4 separate regions of the Mus musculus genome follow, and all the other regions are linked to region 1. The links are chromatin contacts, called in public Hi-C and HiChIP or PLAC-seq maps. All regions are on one chromosome and are shown on one strand. Each heading gives the region's core, a stretch centred on a gene start, on an enhancer-like site or on the middle of the called end of the contact. The rest is flanking DNA. Distances are from core to core; before and after follow the strand shown.

Evidence for each region. Hi-C and Micro-C count contacts between places; a contact is called where the count stands out from the background. HiChIP or PLAC-seq counts read pairs in DNA pulled down with a chosen protein or histone mark.
Region 2: a contact with region 1 is called in a Hi-C map of the N1E-115 cell line, with 3 times the contacts expected there. The contact joins two enhancer-like sites. A contact is called at or near these places in 3 of 484 Hi-C or Micro-C datasets (the N1E-115 cell line, epidermal suprabasal cells and uterus) and 1 of 115 datasets of contacts at active chromatin or transcription factors (oligodendrocyte precursor cells).
Region 3: a contact with region 1 is called in a Hi-C map of the N1E-115 cell line, with 3 times the contacts expected there. The contact joins two enhancer-like sites. A contact is called at or near these places in 19 of 484 Hi-C or Micro-C datasets (the G1E-ER4 cell line, the HL-1 cell line, the N1E-115 cell line and 9 more), 7 of 115 datasets of contacts at active chromatin or transcription factors (astrocytes, embryonic stem cells, large pre-B cells and 1 more) and 1 of 9 other capture datasets (embryonic stem cells).
Region 4: an H3K27ac HiChIP or PLAC-seq map of neural progenitor cells shows a contact between it and region 1, with 7 times the contacts expected there. The contact joins two enhancer-like sites. A contact is called at or near these places in 15 of 484 Hi-C or Micro-C datasets (the N1E-115 cell line, Sertoli cells, cranial neural crest and 9 more) and 6 of 115 datasets of contacts at active chromatin or transcription factors (T-cell acute lymphoblastic leukemia, craniofacial prominence, large pre-B cells and 3 more).

What each region holds. Positions count from the first base shown.
Region 1 is chr7:115,216,016-115,220,137 of GRCm38.p6, reverse strand. No RefSeq gene overlaps it. Among named protein-coding and RNA genes, the nearest start is that of Gm34282, 86 kb to the right of the region's middle. Within about 2 kb of position 2,622, at least 140 of the 459 cell types and tissues checked have an H3K27ac peak or open chromatin away from gene starts, as enhancers often do. A contact at or near this core is called in the N1E-115 cell line, muscle stem cells and neural progenitor cells, where this site is marked.
Region 2 is chr7:115,410,269-115,414,825 of GRCm38.p6, reverse strand. No RefSeq gene overlaps it. Among named protein-coding and RNA genes, the nearest start is that of Gm45999, 14 kb to the right of the region's middle. Within about 2 kb of position 3,180, at least 25 of the 459 cell types and tissues checked have an H3K27ac peak or open chromatin away from gene starts, as enhancers often do. A contact at or near this core is called in the N1E-115 cell line, where this site is marked.
Region 3 is chr7:115,450,286-115,454,488 of GRCm38.p6, reverse strand. No RefSeq gene overlaps it. Among named protein-coding and RNA genes, the nearest start is that of Gm51455, 45 kb to the left of the region's middle. Within about 2 kb of position 1,593, at least 38 of the 459 cell types and tissues checked have an H3K27ac peak or open chromatin away from gene starts, as enhancers often do. A contact at or near this core is called in the N1E-115 cell line, where this site is marked.
Region 4 is chr7:115,380,028-115,384,424 of GRCm38.p6, reverse strand. No RefSeq gene overlaps it. Among named protein-coding and RNA genes, the nearest start is that of Gm45999, 16 kb to the left of the region's middle. Within about 2 kb of position 1,379, at least 29 of the 459 cell types and tissues checked have an H3K27ac peak or open chromatin away from gene starts, as enhancers often do. A contact at or near this core is called in muscle stem cells and neural progenitor cells, where this site is marked.

The sequences.
Region 1 (4,122 bases), core at 1,373-3,872:
CCAGCTGTCACTCCCTTGATGCAGCCCCAGCCAAAAGAGTTGTCTGTCAGATGATAGCTTGGGGAGTGACAAACGAAAGAACAAAGAGACAAGGTAGACTGGATTACCCTCCTGACCTACGCACAGTGCCATGTGGAGCTGTGTAAACCCAGCAGCAGAGCCTCGGATATTTACAGCTGAGAAGGCAGAGTTACAGAAATGCCACCCCAAGGAGACATTGTTAGCACCCCAGCTGGAACTACAGCATGGCTTTGAGGAGTCCCAATCTAGACAGATGTGGGTTCAAACCCCAGTCATTTTATACACTTTATAAAATTTTAAGCCAACTACATAGGGTTTTGGAAATTATACTGCATCTATGACACTGGTGGTAACGATTAGGCCTTTCTCTTTGACTTATTACTGAGGTTTCAATGAAATGTCTTTAAGCTAAACAATTTTGGAATGTCCAAAATAGTTCAACAAATACCATTTTTTTTCCACTGAACATCCCACTGTTTCCATTTAGAAGGAGATTGGGCCTGCTTCATGAAATGGGCAGGGATGGTAACCTATGCCATGAAATACTTCGTCGGCAGCCAAAGTAGAAGGTGCTGGTTCCCATGGCATTTATTGATCACCTTCTGTGTACCTGGGTGTTAGTCAGAAGGTATCAGTGACCTCTGCGTGGATAAATCTTATTTAAGCTTTTGATCATTATGGTAAGAATTATTAAGATAAGGCATTGGCATACAATAGTGGTGAAGGTGAAGAGGCCGATCAGGAGAAATGACAAGGAAGGGCCAGCACCCCCAGACTCCCGCACAGACCTCAGGGAAAGACGTTGTTACTGTGGTGGCCCAGTACAATGTTCTAGGCATCCTAGACAGGGCGGGACTGTGTTGATTCAGTGGTGTGGACTCCATAGTCACGCTCACACATGGCTGCACTCTGTGTCTCTGTGTGGATGTCTCTCTGGTGTAGAAGTCACTTCACCAGAGCGGATGAGTCCTCACGTGTGTGCACTTGGGGGCCTTTTCTCTTGCAGTAAATGTAGCTTAAAAGCTGGTGACGGGGGCTCTTCCTGAACACCAACCACAGCACATCATTTTTCTTTCAGGGAAAAACGCTAGAAATTAACCTGCAAGGGGCAAGTCTCTCCTTTACTTCCTCTTTCTGCCTTCTCTTCCTCTGTGTGCGTCTCCCTCCATCTCTGCCGTTCTATTTATAGCTTAAGGCTTTCATGTTTTCACACTTAGCATATAAACGTCCTGTCTTACATGAGAGAGGGAGCACAGAGTGGCTCTGTAATTAGATCAGCACTCTGTTCCAACGGCACATGCTCGCTCGGGCTGGACATTGTTCCCTGCTCCACTCCCACCAGCAGACGTCACCAAGCCTCAGAATCCTGCCCGAACCCCTCCTTCCATGTCCCTTTTAATCCCTAATGACAGTCCTCCAATATGACTGTCCCCGGCTCCCTATCTGGTCCTCTTCTGCCACATTGGAGGTGACTTCAGTGTGCTCCACCAGGGCTCAGAAGAGCCTAGCTCTCCACTCTGATCTCTATGCAGAGTGGGAACCATCCCTGCTTGTTAAGGCCATCAGAATGACAGCCCACAGGGACAAAGCTCACCCCTCAAACTCGCTAGGTCCCCAGTCCCTAAAAAATAAGAAGACACAATTATAAAGATTTAAATTAAATGGAAAAAATACAGGAGCTAGGAAATGAGGCTTCATTTCCAAGCCCTCTTGATGCATGTTAGCGAATATTGTTGAGAACAATTAGGGCTGTGTGAGTGAGGGGTTTTTCCTCACTCGCTTGTCAGGTCAGAAGACAATCTGTTTATTTTCCTGATACAATTTTATTCAATAAACTGAAAGGATGGGAGCCGGGAAAGGGGATATGAACAGGATGTGTGCCATCAATTTGTCAAATAAATAACCGTGCTTGGAAACAACAGATTTTATTAATTAGACAGGATGGTGTATTATTACCATTAAAGTGTTATATTGCATTAATTTTTATATTTTACTCGGCTACTAATTACTGTAAAAGATTTCGGGAATGAAGCAAAATAAAATCATGCAGCATTATACATAATGTAAAGATAGCGTGAATTAATTTGCCCACTGATCGAGAGAGAAAGATGCACTGGGGCTGTCTGTGCTTCCTTGGCTGGCCTGGCCCGGGAGCCCCGGAAGCAGCCCTGTTGTTGGCAGGCAGAGGGGTGGGAGGTGAAGGATGCCTTGAAGCCTGGGGTTTGAGGTCAGGCACTGGACTACTGGCTCTGTAACCTTTAACAAATACTCACCCAGAGATCTCCGTGTTCAGTCTCCACTTGCCTTATGGCAACTGTAAGAGTTTGCCAGGAGAGAGAGAGAGAGAGAGAGAGAGAGAGAGAGAGAGAGAGAGAGAGAGAGAGAGAGAGAGAGACTCTTTCAATGTGGGAGGGGTGGAAGGGAGGATGGCAGGATTTGTGCAGGTGTTAAATGAAAGAGTATTCAGAGGTCTAGATCCAGCCTGGGTAGGCTAATGCCCAGGTCCTGGTAGAGCCAAGAGGCCAGGTCCTGAGAGAATCATATTTGCAGCTTCTCAGCCACTGCCCTGCTGGGACATACTGCATCCAAGTGGTGCAAAGCTGGCTGCTACTAAGGTCAAGACAACAGCGCCATGAGATCCTTGTTGTAAGTGCAGACCAGAGGTCTGGATAAAACAGGTGTCTCCCCCAGGGAACCCCATCAGGCATTGGTACCACGGGAAGGAAAAAGCACACCTCACTTCTGTGCAGCCAGACGTGAGCTATATGGATACAGCCATGTCCCCCTGAACAGAGGTTTATTCTTTAGCTTAGAAAATAAAAAGTAAACTTTTGTGCTCCCTCCGCGCTCCCCTCTCCCACCAAACAACAACAAAACCAGGTTGTCTGCCCAGGCAGGGGAATCCACGCCTGGCACAAGGTCTGATGGGGGAGGCAGGATGGGTTGGGCGCTCTTTGGGAACTCCCCATGACTACAACGCTGCAGGAGCCAATGGAGCCCCCACCCGCAAGATCCTCGCTGACCTGGGCAGTGCGGCCCACTCCCCCCCCCCCCCCCCCGGGGGGTGTGCTCCCAGGCGCAACTCAAGCCCAGCCGCGTTTTTCTGCAGGCTAGGTCTCCATAGCCAGGGCCCAGGAGAACCCACATTTCTCACGACCTACTGCCACCTACTGTCCATAGATGAGAACTGCAAGCCTCTTGGAAGTGTCCTTGGGGAGCCAGAGCAGCGACTCTGGGTGCATCTGCTTAAAGCCTCAGTTTCCAGAGTGTTCCGGAACTGCGTTGTGTGGGAACAATTCTACCAGACCTCTTGAACCCTTGTGCTATATCTTACTTGGGTGACACCTGGGAGGTCTGAAAAGGTTTCCCCTGGGGTTAAAAGGTTCCTCAGAAAGGATCAGATGTAAAATTTACAGTGAATGTTCCCATTTCTGATTCTCCTGGTTAGACCTTAATCTGTGCTGGAGTCTGACCTCCCTGACCAGGGCATGCCTTCAACCTTTTTCTCTTTTACTTGCCCTAATGTTACTTTGTCTTAACTATTACACGTGTTGTTTGGGCCCGAAGTCCTGTCTGTAGTAGTAATTTAAAAGTTGAAGTCGTATGTGTTCTTGTCCTACTTCCCAAATAATTGACACAAAGATCTATTAAGTTGATTACCAAGCTTTAACCTCTGTGACTTGGCAGGTATTCATCTATTCTAACAGTCTAAGCTATCTGTTGCTCAGCCCCAGGGCCCTTTACCTTCAAGCTGAGTCTCACCATCTTGCTCTGGTCCGAGCATTGCCTATGTCTGTTCTCTCCTGGTGAACTGATGGTGAATCCCTCAGTGACCTGCTCATCAGGACTTCTTCTGGACACACTGTCTCAGGGTTTCTCCACGTAGTCTCTCTACCTTCTTTCCCCGTGGCCCTTCTCTTCTCTCTTTCCTCATGGTCTTTCTCTTAGGTCTCTCTTTCTGGAACCAGATAAAACTTCAGCTTGAAATTACTACTGCATCTGATTGCACTCTGGCTGGCCAGAAGTTATTTAACCCTTTTTTTTTTTAAAAAAATACTCAATATTATTCATCTTTAAATCTAAAACGACCATGCTTTCCAT
Region 2 (4,557 bases), core at 1,931-4,430, 190 kb before region 1:
TGAATGTGAATGTTGGAAGGCCCATTCCTGATCCCCTTGGAAAACAGTGGAAGTAAAAGAAAAAAAAAAAAAAAGAAACATAAAAAACACCAAAACAGAACAAAACACCATTCACATGCTTGTAGGAGCATTAGCTTTGTATGTAATAGTGGAGGAAGGTAGCCTAGAGTATGCTTTGGGTTCAATCAATAGAGACAGACCTGCTGAAGGAAGGAAGGAAGGAAGGAAGGAAGGAAGGAAGGAAGGAAGGAAGGAAGGAAGAGCTAAGCTTGCCTACCTTCACATAGTTCATACCCAGTGGAACCTATGTGATAGCTGAATGAAGAAGAAGCTAGACTGTAGGTCCTCAGAACTCTCTACAGTCCCTGAGGCTATGGGAATGGAGAAAGCATTACTGAACTACTCAGGCAGTGACTGAGGCAAGGTCCTTCCCCATGAAGGCTACAGGTTTTTGTTATCCTGGATCTGGCAGAGGGTACTGTGTGGGATGCTCCTGTTCTGGGGCAGAAGGCAAAGCTGTTCTCAGTGGGATCCTATGGCTTCCCATGGCTCCTTCCCACATTATATTGACTGGGATGTTGGTAATGGAACCTCTGGGGCTATGTGCATGATGAAGACAGGGATGCCCTGGAGCTTCTACTTCACCCAGGACCAGAGACTGTGCTCAGCCTCTCGTGCTTGTGCTGTGGTTATCTCTGTACCATCTGCCTGGTGTGGGACTGTGGTGCTATCCAGATTCTACAGAGGACATACTGTCCAGGGTTGGGGGATGACATTGAAGTCTGAGGATGAGGTTTGGAGGTTGTCCCTGTCTGTCTCCTTCCTAAGCAGTGGTTAGTGTGGAAGCAGAGTCTGGCCTCCTCTGGTAAAGGGAGTCCACTCTGCGAGAACCAGGAAGAAAGACAGTGGCTCCTGTCATAAGAACACATGGGAATGGTTAAAGCCTGGAGACCAGAAGGAGCTCTGTGAACCTGCAGCTGTAACAACCTCTAGAAGCCATTCTCAACCTGTGGGCCACAACCAATTTGGGGGTTGAGTGGCCTTTTCATAGGGAATGTATATCAGCTATCCTGCATATCGGATATTTATATTATGATCCAAAACAGTAGCAACATTATAGCTATGAAGTAGCAATGAATTAATTTTATGGTTGGGGCTCACTACAACATGAGGAACTGTATTAGAGTCACAGCATTAGGAAGGTTGAGAACCATTGGAGACTCTTAGCAACATGTAAGTTGATGGTGCTAGGGCAGGAGTGGAGAGAATGGAGCTGGCTCTTTCCCCAGATAGCAAGCATGGCTCAATGGAGAACTGGTGTCACCCCAGGGGATCCTTGGCCCCTACTTTTTTTAACTTTATATTTTTATGCATGGGTGTTTTGCTTGCATGTAAGTCTATGTACCATGTGTATGGGTAACCCATAGAGACCAGAAGAGGACATTAGATACCCTGGCACTGGAATTACATATTGATATAAGCTACTGTGCAGGTGCTGGGAACCAAATATAGGTCCTTTGCAAGAACAGCAAATACTCTTAACTGCTTGTCTTTTTTTTTTTTTTTTTTTTTTTTTTTTTTGGTCTGTTTTACTGCTGTGAATAGTCACCATGACCAAGGCAACTCTTATAAGGACAACCTTTAATTGGGGCCAGCTTACAGATTCAGAGGTTCAGTCCATTTTCATCAAGGTGGGAGCATGGCAGTGTCTAGGCAGGCATGGTGCAGGAGGAGCTGAGAGTTCTACCTCTTCATCTGAAGGCAGCTAGGAGAAGATTGGGCTTCCAGGCAGCTAGAATGGGGATATTAAAGCCCATGCCTACAGTGACACACCTACTCCAACAAGGCCACACCTACTCTAACAAGGCCAAGTCTCCTAACAGCGCCACTCCCTGGGCCAAGCATATACAAATCATCACAATGCTATTCTTAACTCATCCCATTTCTCCATCCCTCAGATTCTACTTCTTGGCTAGGACTCAGCGAATGTGTCCTGCTTTCCAAGAAGTCTTTGGACTTGAGTCTCACAACATCTCTCCTAGTGCAGCAAATGTCCCTCTGTAAATTTCCTGGGGCTGATCTCTGCCTGGGTAATCTGGGGTCAGTTGCTTGACTTCCTTGTGTATGGTTTTGCCACTGGTCAGTAGAGGACAGTGAGAACACTGGGGTACTGGGTGAGGAATGAGAGGCGAGTGCTCTCTTCTGCAAGGCTGGGGGTAAGCCATCTACAGTCCTCCCACTTCTCCCTCATCCCCATCTCTTCGTTTTGTCCTGATCTCAATGCCGGAGTGGAGACACTGCCCCAAAGTTCAGCAGTCTCTCCAGCCACACCAGGTAGAGTAGAGGTGGCTGTAGGCAGAAGACTCACCCCTGGATTTGTGCTCCTTTTAGCAACCCAGCACTTTCTTGTCTTATCTAGTAATCCACAGAAGACAAGTGGGGAGAGAGGAGTCTCACCTCCAACCCAGTGCTTAACAACAGTGCTTAGGACCACTACCAGAGCCTCGGCTGTGGCATTTTGTCTGTACCTTGGGTTTGGTGTCGTGGTCAAGGCTATCCTATAAACCAAACAAGACGTTATGGTTACAGTAATGATGGTGATGGTACTGGTGGTGGTGGGTGTATCAAAGCTCCCAAGACAACATGTGACTACATACTTTTTTCTGTCTATCCCTCCTCTTTCTAAGCGCTAGTGTTGGGGCTGAAGGGGCTACAGGGTGGATACCATGTAGCCACAGACCACAGATCCCTACTTGGGAAGAAAAACAAAAGGCCTGTGACCCAGCAGAAGTTATGGCTTCCTACTCCCAAGTGTGGTTGGCACATTGTTCAGATACTTGGAAGGACCCTAGATGATTGATTTCTAGTTTATAGACACCCTGTCTCCCTCCTCGTGCCATCTGTTGACCCCAGGTGGGATGCCCGTTCTGGCCTGACTTAGCTTTCTCACTACTGAGGTATCAGCCCAGTATCTTGAGATTAAGCACAGACTCAGACCTGAAAGAAGCTTTGTTTCTAGGCCAGCTTGGTAGCGCTGCCTTCCTGAGTCAGCTCCCCAAGTCAGGGGCCATGCAAACCACTCAGGGGCTCTCTGATTGCTGGGCTCCATCCAGTCCCAATCAGCAGGCACCATCCACAGGCAGCTTCTTCCCTCCCCTCTCTGCCCAGCCCAGGCTGTACAGTGGTGGATTACAGGGCTGAGGCTGGCAGCCTGCCCTTGGGTTTCCTGAGACTGCATTAGGGGGCTGGGAGCATCCTGGAGTTCCTACCCTGGGGGCCTCTTCTTCTCAGGCTGCTCAGCCAAAGCAGAGGCTTGGACTCTTCCGTGTCTTTTGATGGTATTGTCCCCTTCCTTGTGACTAGTGAGGATTCTAGAAATTCCCCTCCAACCTTGAACAATGACAAATCCCATTCTTTTATTTCCAGAACACAAACTTCACCTGAGATTTCTTAAAAAAAAAAAAAAAAAAAAAAAAAAAAAAAACCAGATAGGCTTAAATACAGAACCACCACAAGGTGGAATATTTTAGGAATATTCCCATCCAATTTAGGAGCTTCAAATGCAAGTGTTAACTGTCCTTCCACCTTCCTCTCTCTCCTTTAGCTGTTAGTATCTGCTCATAAATGCCAAAGCCCAAATGGAACCCGTTGAGCAGTCAGACCCAGTAGAACAACAATGAGATCTTGGCTAACAAAGTGCCAGTGTCTGCCAAGCCAGTTTATCCTTTATTTATTATTTTCATTGTGGCTTAAAATACAAAGGCCTTGTGGCTAAGCCTGGAAGATGGAGCATGTGCAGTAAGAAGCCTGCCTCTGATCAGAGGCCGCAAAGGAGCTCCGAGACTTTCCCCTTCACCTCACTGGCCAGTGACTGAGACTAGACACAGCATGTTTTGAATTTACAGAGAGATCTACAGCTTTGGGCTCGGTTTTAGTACTTTTAAAAAGCAATCAATAATGGCCAGTTTGTAATAAGAAAAATTTATGAACTGACAGCCAAAATGTAATTACAGAGGGGATCCCTTGCAAGAAAAAAGAGGTGATGTGAGCAGACATCTCGACAATCTGTTTGCACTCGTTTGCGTTCATATAAGTGATGGAGTGCTTCTGGGTTGCGCGGGCGCTCTCCGGGGGCTTGTCTGGAGCCTGGAAAAGTCGCTGCCAAAGTTTTGGCTAACGAAGGGTAATGGCTCCTGCGTTAACTTCTCGTTGTTACCCACCAAATCGATTTTTCACAGTGTTACTTTTATGGCTAAGGCTACCAGGTGGTAGCTTCTACACCTCATCTTCTCGGTCCCTGAGAAGCTAGAGATACAACACCTGGACCTTTCTGGAAACCAGGGCAGTGCTGCAGCCCACCTCAGGAGGCTGCTGTCCTTTGCTCCCGCTTGGTACTTTGAGCACACTGCTGAGGACAGATGATCACTCTGGATGTTTTCTAGAAACTCTCCTAGGTTGCTTTTGTTGCTATGATAAACACCATGATCAAAGTCAACTTCGAGAGGAAAATACACTTGTAGGTCATAGTTCATCACTGAGGAAAGTCAGGGCAGAGCT
Region 3 (4,203 bases), core at 344-2,843, 240 kb before region 1:
TAGAGTATTGCACTGCAGTGGTTGTCAACACAGCTGCCCCACAAATGGTCAAAGTTCTCATCTTGATGAGACCCGGTACAAGGGCCTCTGCGCAGACCTGTGGGGAATTATCTTGTGTTAAGTGAGATGCAAATATGCACCTACTGTGAGTAGAGCCAGTTTGTGCTGGAGGGGGCTAGATTGTAGAAAATGGTGGATTGTATGAGAAAGGTGACCATGGGCTCACTGCTCTTTGCTTCTTGACTGTGGACACAAAGTGACCAGATCCCACTAAGGTCTGCTGCAGTCACTACTCTGCCATGATGGACCCTGAACTGTGAGTCAAACCTTTTCTCTCATTTTGCTTTTGTGCCCGCGCTGTGAGGAGCTCCGGTCTAGGCCCCATGGCCTTGCGTTTGAGGGGTCTGTGTTTAAGTGCCCTGGCCCAGCCGAAGAGTCAGATTATTTAGTGTGAGTGCCCTGAACCCACGTTGCTTTCCTGGTTTATTCTAGTGCTGTCTTCGCACTCCCTAAAGATTGGCAGATGGCCTGGAGGATGACCTGGGTACTAGGTAGTTTATGAAACACGACAATGAGTCCTGGGTTAAAAATGCCCTGCCTAGGACAGGTGAGTTCACCCCTGACTCCACACTTTTAGCTGGGCTGGTCTTGTCCCTAAGCATAAGGAAACCTCTGGTTTTCCAAACAGGAGCTCCTGAGCCCCTGGGGGCGACAGAGATCCTGCCTCCCGCCCAAAGGTGGCTGATTTGGCTGCCGAGTTCCCCTGTAAATTGGTTCCGCATGTTGCCGACATCAGGCCCGAACGTTTGCTCAGCACACAGCAGTGAGGGCCCTCCGGGGAGGCTGAAACCCCACACCACCCGCCATCCGCCCCCAGATCTAGGCTGCCAAGCCGCTGCCCGCAGCCAGCTCCCGGGCCCAGGGGTGGGCGAGCCAAGACTGTAGTGCGGGGGCCCTGGGGCCTATAGACCCCCACAAGGCAGCCATGGCGCCACCTCGTGGCTGTTTGGAGGACTGCGCCAGCATGGCAGCCTGCTCTTATCCAGGGCCCTGAGACCAAAGATGGCTTACTGGAGAAACGTGTTAGAGGGCTAAATCTTACCAAAGATGCTTCTGCTCTTATTCCAAGAACTCCCAGGGAAGGAAAATGCGGTTCCCAAGCCTGAGCTATTTTTAAACGACACCATGCGCCATGCAGATGCTCTGTTTATGGCTGATGTTCTAAGCTACTAAGAAGCGCTGTGCCTTTAACCAAAGGCAGATGCCCACTGAGGGTAATTTGGGTGGGCTGGGCCTGTCAATTCCCAGGCCTAAGTGGCAAGGCACGCAGAACCTTGTGGCCAGTCAGAGGCTGGGGTTTCCCCTGGGAAAGATGACTGTTCAGGCTGTTTTCCCTGGGACTCTGTGTCTAAATCTTTCTGGTGTGATTCAAAGCTAAGGCTGGAAGTGGGGAAGACCTCTTACTGGTTACCCCGTCCATATAAGAATAATAACAGGACTTATCCTTGAGGCTGTGAGGTCTTTAGAGTGTTGATATTTTTCTAACAGGTCTGGCCTCTGCTTGCTTTCCATGGCTTCCAGTCACCCTGGGACAAAGCCATTAGCACCTGCTCATCTGTGGGGAATCTGTGGTGGGGACAGTGGATCTAGACCTCCCCTCCCAGACCCCTACTTTCTGTTTGTGTAACGCCTGTGTGTGTAGTGTGTGCACGCATGCTCACACATACATGGGAAGGCACACAAGTATGGAGGTCAGATGTTGCTGTTGGGTGAGGTTGTCACTTTCCTACTTTATATATTGAGTCAAAAAAATCTCTCACTTGAACCCAGAGCTCCCATATTTGGCTAGTCTAGCTACTCTGCTACCTTTGAGCATCCCCTGTCTTTGCCTGGCCCAAATCAAGATTAGAGGCAGGCCAGCACACCCATCTGACGGTTTCCTGGGTTCTGGGGTTCTGAGCTTTGCTCCTTACACTTTACCTTCCAAGCCATCTCCCCAGCCAGCTGACTTAGGCTCGGGTTTGAACCAAGCTCAGGTTAGCCTGTGCCCTCACCTCCAATTATGACTGAGACTGACTGGGCTTGCTACCCTCGCCTGCCAGCTCATACTACCCACTTCAGTGCTTATGTCCCGAGCCAGACCTACATCAGCTACACCTCCCTGCTCAACCTGGACCTTGCTTCGTCTCTAACCCTCTGGTGTCTCAGCTTGCTCTGTCCCTGAGTGTAGGTGCCAGAACTTAAGAACCTGCCAGTGAGCTGGAGTGTACACATTTGTTGTAGTTGGTCACACGATCCGATCCATGGCGGGTTCCTGTTGGTGTGCTGTGCATATGACCAGAGGCAGCTGGAGGTAAGTGCCTCACTAAGAATGAAAGAATGAATGAATGAATGAATGAATGAATGAATGAGAAAGGTACCTGAGGAGAAGGATGGGCATAATTTGAAGACCAGAGCTCACCACAGTTACATGTAAAAGACAGAAGATCAGAGGGAGGACCAGACCCAGGCCCCTCACTGTACAGATGCCCTAGGCCTAAGAGGAGAGGGCACAGTTCCTTGTGTTGCACAGTTGGCAAAATGTTGAAGATGGTTTGAAGGTAAAAAGGTATGACCCAGAAGTAAGACCTCTCCCTGATTAATTTGGTTTTGTTTGTCATTTGTTTTTAGATATTTTCATAGGTAGCCCTGGCAGGTCTTGGACTCACTACATAAACCAGGCTGGCTTCAGACTCATAGAGATCCACCTGTCTCTGGCTCCCGAGTGTTTGAATTAAAAATGTACATCATTCCACCCAGCTTAACTAGGTTCTCAAGTAGCCCAGGTTGGCCCTGAGAATTAATTTTGCACTCTTGACCTTCCTTGCAATCCCAGAATCCTCATTTATTAGCTGTGTGACCCCAGGCAAGCCACTGTGAGCCCAAGCATTTTTGCCTTCAGATGGAAGAAATTCCCTTCAAGAATTAAATTCCATTTTTCAGGAGAAATGTATGGTCACCTACCCAGTACATAACATTGGCAGGGCCTCTCAAATACCTTAGACAAAATTTGAGCTCTTGGCGGATCCAGGAAACATACAAAGAGGTACTAGCTAAGAGGTTGAGCCAGCAGTGGGCACCCAGAGAGGGGCCCTGGGCAGATGGTTTGTTTCTCAGACCTGGAGCAACCTTGCTAGTTTGGGGCTAGAAGAGCCATGCAGAGGCCATCAGCAGCCTCACAACCTGGCTCTTGTGGTGGCAATGCTGTAACTCTGCCAGGCAAAGCTCTAAGTCTTTTATTTGTTAGACCCAAGGTCCTTCTGGGCCAGGCTTGTGGAGACGGACTTGGGATAGCCAACAACCGTGTTTAAGACCCTTCACCCTCTCTTTCAGAAGAGCCTGTCGCATGGGTACCCAGATGGTAAATGAAGCCCAAACTGAGTGAGTCGTAGGTGAACTCGAAGTCTGTAGATCCAGGGCAACAATACAGGAAGCCACCGCCCCAGGACACAAAGTGACACCTGGGGCCTTGTAAGCCATCCTGTTGAAATTCACATAGCTGTTCCCCCCCCCCCCCCAATGTGGTGCAAAGTCTGAACTCATACTTGTGTATCTACCACAACACAGGGGAGCAGCAGGGGATGCAGGAGAAGGGGAAAAAAAAGCACAAATGGTTCATTCGCTTTCAGACGTTTTTTGTTGTTTTTACAGCCCACTCCGCTGCCTGTGCCAGCCGGGAGCCAAGGCCCAGCAACAACGCAGAGTTATGGAGCAGCGCTAAGTGCTTGTTTGTAGGGAACTGCCAAAATGTTAGTACAAAGTGGAAGGTGTTTGTGCGGCGGAGAATAACGGATGGGCTCCCGGGCAGAGGCAGACGCCTGCTTATGTAGGCGGTGCTCTTCTTAGGAGCCTGCCGCCGCCCCAGACCCCAGGCAGGATTTTTCTGAGCACACAGGGCCCTGTGCTGGCAGCTAAAGGGCACGCCTGGGCCTCATGAATCAGCCCCAAGAGGGGTGGAGGCCGGGCCGCTGCTGTTTATCTGATTCTTTGGGTTTGACTTTGCTGGCCAGAAGAGCCCATTCCTCAGAATGTTCCAGAACCCACTGTGTGTGGTGGAAGCAAATAAGAAGCCTGTTTGGGATGCCAAGTGTCAGGGTGTCCTGCTTTGGGAAACCCAAAGAAACTGTCTTGTAAAGAGGCTTGCGGCCCCGGAGAAAGCACCGG
Region 4 (4,397 bases), core at 130-2,629, 170 kb before region 1:
CAGTGAAAATGACAGAGCCTGAAGATCAGTTGAAGTGGCAGGCCTAGGTAGGTAGGTAGGTAGGTAGGTGGGTAGGTAGGTTGGTAGGTTGGTAGGTTGGTAGGTAAATAGGGAGTGAAAAACTGGCAGACCCAGGTAGTCAGTGAAAATGGCAGGCTCCGTAGTATGTTATGGTAACAAGAGTAGAGATGATTCTCAAGCCCTCATGTTAGTGTCACCCAGTCTTTTGTGAGACAAATGAGAAGGCAGCTGTGTAGGACATAGACCTTGCTTGCTTCCAGTGTCTAGAAGTGGCAGAACCAGTGTGAGTATTCGAACCAAGGTCTTTCTTACTGATTCTGGATCCTCTGCTCTCAGACATCACTGTTTCCAGAACAGCGTCTTAAGACTTTCACTGAGAGGAATGAGGGAGTCCCCTGGCAGCTGGACCAATAGGCTTCAACAGATCTCCAGAGAAGAGTAGGGTAGATGAGTGTGGGAATAAGAAATTGCTGTGGTGTTGAGAGGAGGTGCAAATAAAGTAATGAAATAGAGGAAGGAAAAGATGAAAGAAAATAAAGAGAACATTAGATAGAGCAAAACAACACTTCCTCTGACCACCTAGGTATTCTATTTTGGCTTATTACCTACCTAGGCCTGACATTTTTACTACCTACCTCCTACCTACCCACCCATCTACCTACTACATACTTATCTACATATCTACCTTCTACCTACCTACCTAGGCCTGCAGTTTTAACTGACCCTCAGTCTCTGACAGCTTCACTGTCATTAGGGGATTAGCATTGCCTAGAGCAGGTGATACTTGCAATGTGACCAGGGACTATGCAAAGACTGCATTCTTGTGCTCTTATCAGAAGACCTGGCGTTCAGGATGATCCTTGATTTGTGAATGAATTCAAGTGGACAGCTTTAAAATTACTAGAACTGGACTTTGTTTTATTTTACAGTTTAGAAATATCAACCTGGGTTGGAATGAAAACATCAACCTGTTGTCGCCAAATTTTAAAAAAATTGGCTGTCCAGAAAAAAATCTTAGCATGAGAAAGAGTTCTTCTAGCTCCCTTCCACAGGAACCCTAACTTCTGGCAGGCTGTGCCTGGAGCCCTTTTGGTGTTCTATTTCTGCTAATCCTTGCTAAGAAGAAACTAGTGAGCTGGAGGTTAGCTGATGGGGCCTCAAGGTGTAACCTTTCCCAGGAATATTTGCATGTTAATAGGGGATCCAGGGAACCCAGGACAGCTTCCAGGTCTCAAATGAAAGAAGTCCTAAAGGTGGACAGGGGAGCAAGTTGGGCCCCAGGGGCCCTGCTGTGTGGGCCACCAGGATTCTTCCCCTGTGGATTGTGCTACTCTGGGCATCTCTCCAGTTGCTTTTGTACAGAAGCGGTTTAGAGCAGAACAAAGCAATTGTGTTTACCCCTAGGCAAGAACTCTATTGCCAGGGCCCTGAGAGCGGTGTCCAACTTAGAATCTGGGCCCAGTAGACCTTGCTTAGTTCCTGTTAGTGAGATGAATGAAAAAAAAAATCCCTACCCTGGCCATATCTTTAACCCTAACTCCCAGTCCTTTAAACCCAGGGCTTGGACCAAAGATTTGGGCAACTTCTTGCTAAAGATATGAGCGTTTCTACCGTTTGCCTGTTATTTTTCTTTCTCATAACCAAAAGACCTCAAAGTGTGTGCTGAGTTGCAGGATCTCAATGGCTAGATTTGGTGTTTGTCCTTGAACTCTGGATAAAGAACCTCCTTTCTAACTCAGACCAGGCTGGAGAAAGTAAAAACCCAATTCGGACACACTGCTTCTATACAGTGGACCACGAGGACAAGAGTACTTTTCTGTTTGGCTGAATTCATCAAAAATGTCCAAACCCCACACCGAACATTCATCACTAATTAAATCCTAGCACCATAATTCAGAGAAAACAATTACGGCATTTAGAATTTTTAAAGGAACTATTACTGCTGCCTTGGCCCTTTTAAAAATTATGTTCCCCAAAGGACAAAATGTAATCCATTAATATGTATGTATTATTACTTTTTTTTTTTTTTTTGTAACGGGAAGACTGCTGATGCCTGTGAATGTAGAGGCATTTATCGGTCGCCGACAGCCCGCTCCGTTGACTTGCGGTTTTAAGCGCAGTATTTTTTAGAATCTAAAAGGCTATAACATTAATTACCTTTTTGCCTTCTTCTGGTTTGCTTGCTAGTTTTCTGCGAGGAGATCCTCTTCATCCTCCCCTCCCCTCCATCCCCAGCCAACTGGTGACTGGTTAGGCACTGAAAGGCTTGGTCAGACTTGGGAGGAGCCAAACTGTTTTTGGGAAGATCTCTGGTGATTCATTGCATGGGCAATCTCTCCCAGTTCACGCTTGGTGCCAAGGAATCTGTCCTCACCTCTTTTTTTTTTTTTTTTTTTTTTTCAGTTGTGGGCCCCTTGTATCTGCTGGGTCTTGTGGCAGTCCTTGGGCACAAGACATTTTGATTTTTCAAGCCCAGTCAGTAATTTTTCCATGTCAAGTATCTCCAGCGGAAATGGGGTCTGATTATTTTCTTCCTCTTTTACTTTGTTCTCTGGATCCATATCGCTATTTTGTCTTCATAATTTAATGGAGCAATTGGGAGGTTAGTTAACCTGAGTTTGGCAATGGGGACTTAGTCCATGAAGAGGTATTGTGTGGTGGACCTATGTGTAGGTATGCACACGCATGTGTGGGAGTGTGAACATGCAAGGCCTATACACACACATAGGTGTATAAGTCACTATGCATATATAAAAACACAACATTTCCGTCCTGCTCTCTGGAGGATCAGACTATTGTCACATGCATTTGGCATTCATTATCTCCGAGCTCCCGGCGCCTCTTGGCCCATGCCCTGGCTGGCAGCAATGTGGTTTATAGAGATCGTATGGCAGAGAAACAGACCTTGAGAGACACAGCTCTGAGAAACACAGTTTACGAATTTCCTATGATTTGAGTCTGGGTTTATTCTTCCCTGTGGTGGGCAGGCACCCCAGAGCACACACAGCCCTGTCGCCTGGGAACCCAGGAGGAGTGGAGACTGTGACAATAAGCACACTGTTGTTTTTTTTTTTCTTTCTTTCTTTTTCTTCTTCTTCTTCTTTTTTTTCTTTACACGTCTCAGATTGCATTTCCTATCTGGGGGGTGGGGAGGTGGGGAAGAAAAGAAAAGAAAAGGGAGCCTTGTAAAGGATCCAGAATCTGGGCAGGAAACCACACAGAGTGAAGGTTGCCATTGTCATTAGCAATTAATGTAACCACCAGGGCTGGAGGGAGAAAGTCCTGCCAAGGCTAGAGAGGGCAAGGAGTGGGGCCTGCTCACCCCTACTTGTCAGCCATAGTTGGTTGGTCGGAGGAATGAATAAGACACCTCCCCAACACTCCTAAGAGACAGGTTCCAATATTAACATTTAAAAGGTTTATTTTCAAGTGAGGTATATAGGACACAATATGTTATGTCTCTGCCACATACTTTTATTCTCTGTGGCTCCAAGTCCCACTCCTTAGTTCCCTTGGGAGTTGATTTTTTTTCCCTCCTAAGTGAGTCTGTTGAGATACTACCTCTTAAGAAGCATTTATTGAGTGCCCTCTGTGTGCCAAGTTCTTGGGGTGCTGGGCACAAGGCTGAGGGTAATCTGTAACAGATGTTGAGAACCAGGCATAAGGCTTAATGACTTCTGTTGCTCCCTCAATCTGGCCCCGAGTTTTCTCCTTAACCCATTTTACAGGTGGCATTGTTGACCCCCAGAGAGAACAATGATCTCTGCTCCAGATCACGTGATCAATAATAACCAGATCTATGCTCCTAATCCTGACTTAATTTCTTCAGAAGCCTGTAACCTGGAGAGAATCCTGATAACTTACCTTACAGCTAAATGGCAAAGGGCTGTGGGCTTCAGTGAGGGTTATTTGGCAGTCTAGAGAAGAGACACTCTAGGCAAGGCAAGTGCTCACAAGTTAGCTTCCTGGAGGAAACAAGTCACATCTCTCATGTCCTCTTCATGGACATGAAGTTGTTTTGACCAAAGTAAGCAGACTGGAATGGAACACAGCTTTTGTGAAACTAGCTTACTCCTCTCTGTGTCTCTCTCTGTCTCTGTCTGTTTCTGTCTCTCTCTCTCTCTCTGCCTCTGTTTCTCTGACTCTGTCTCTCTGTCTCTGTCTCTGTCTCTCTCTCTGTGTGTTTTCTGCACACTCATCCTTGTCACTGAAGTTCTTATGTCACTAACTGAAGCCCCTGCAGGGGTGACAGGAGCCAAGGCTGCCAACATTTCTTCTACATTTTGGGTGCACTCAATTCCCTCTCCTATTTTTCTCCATACCACACCCTTCTGGGGTCTCTTCTCATCATTTCCCCCTTCTCCACCCACCCACAG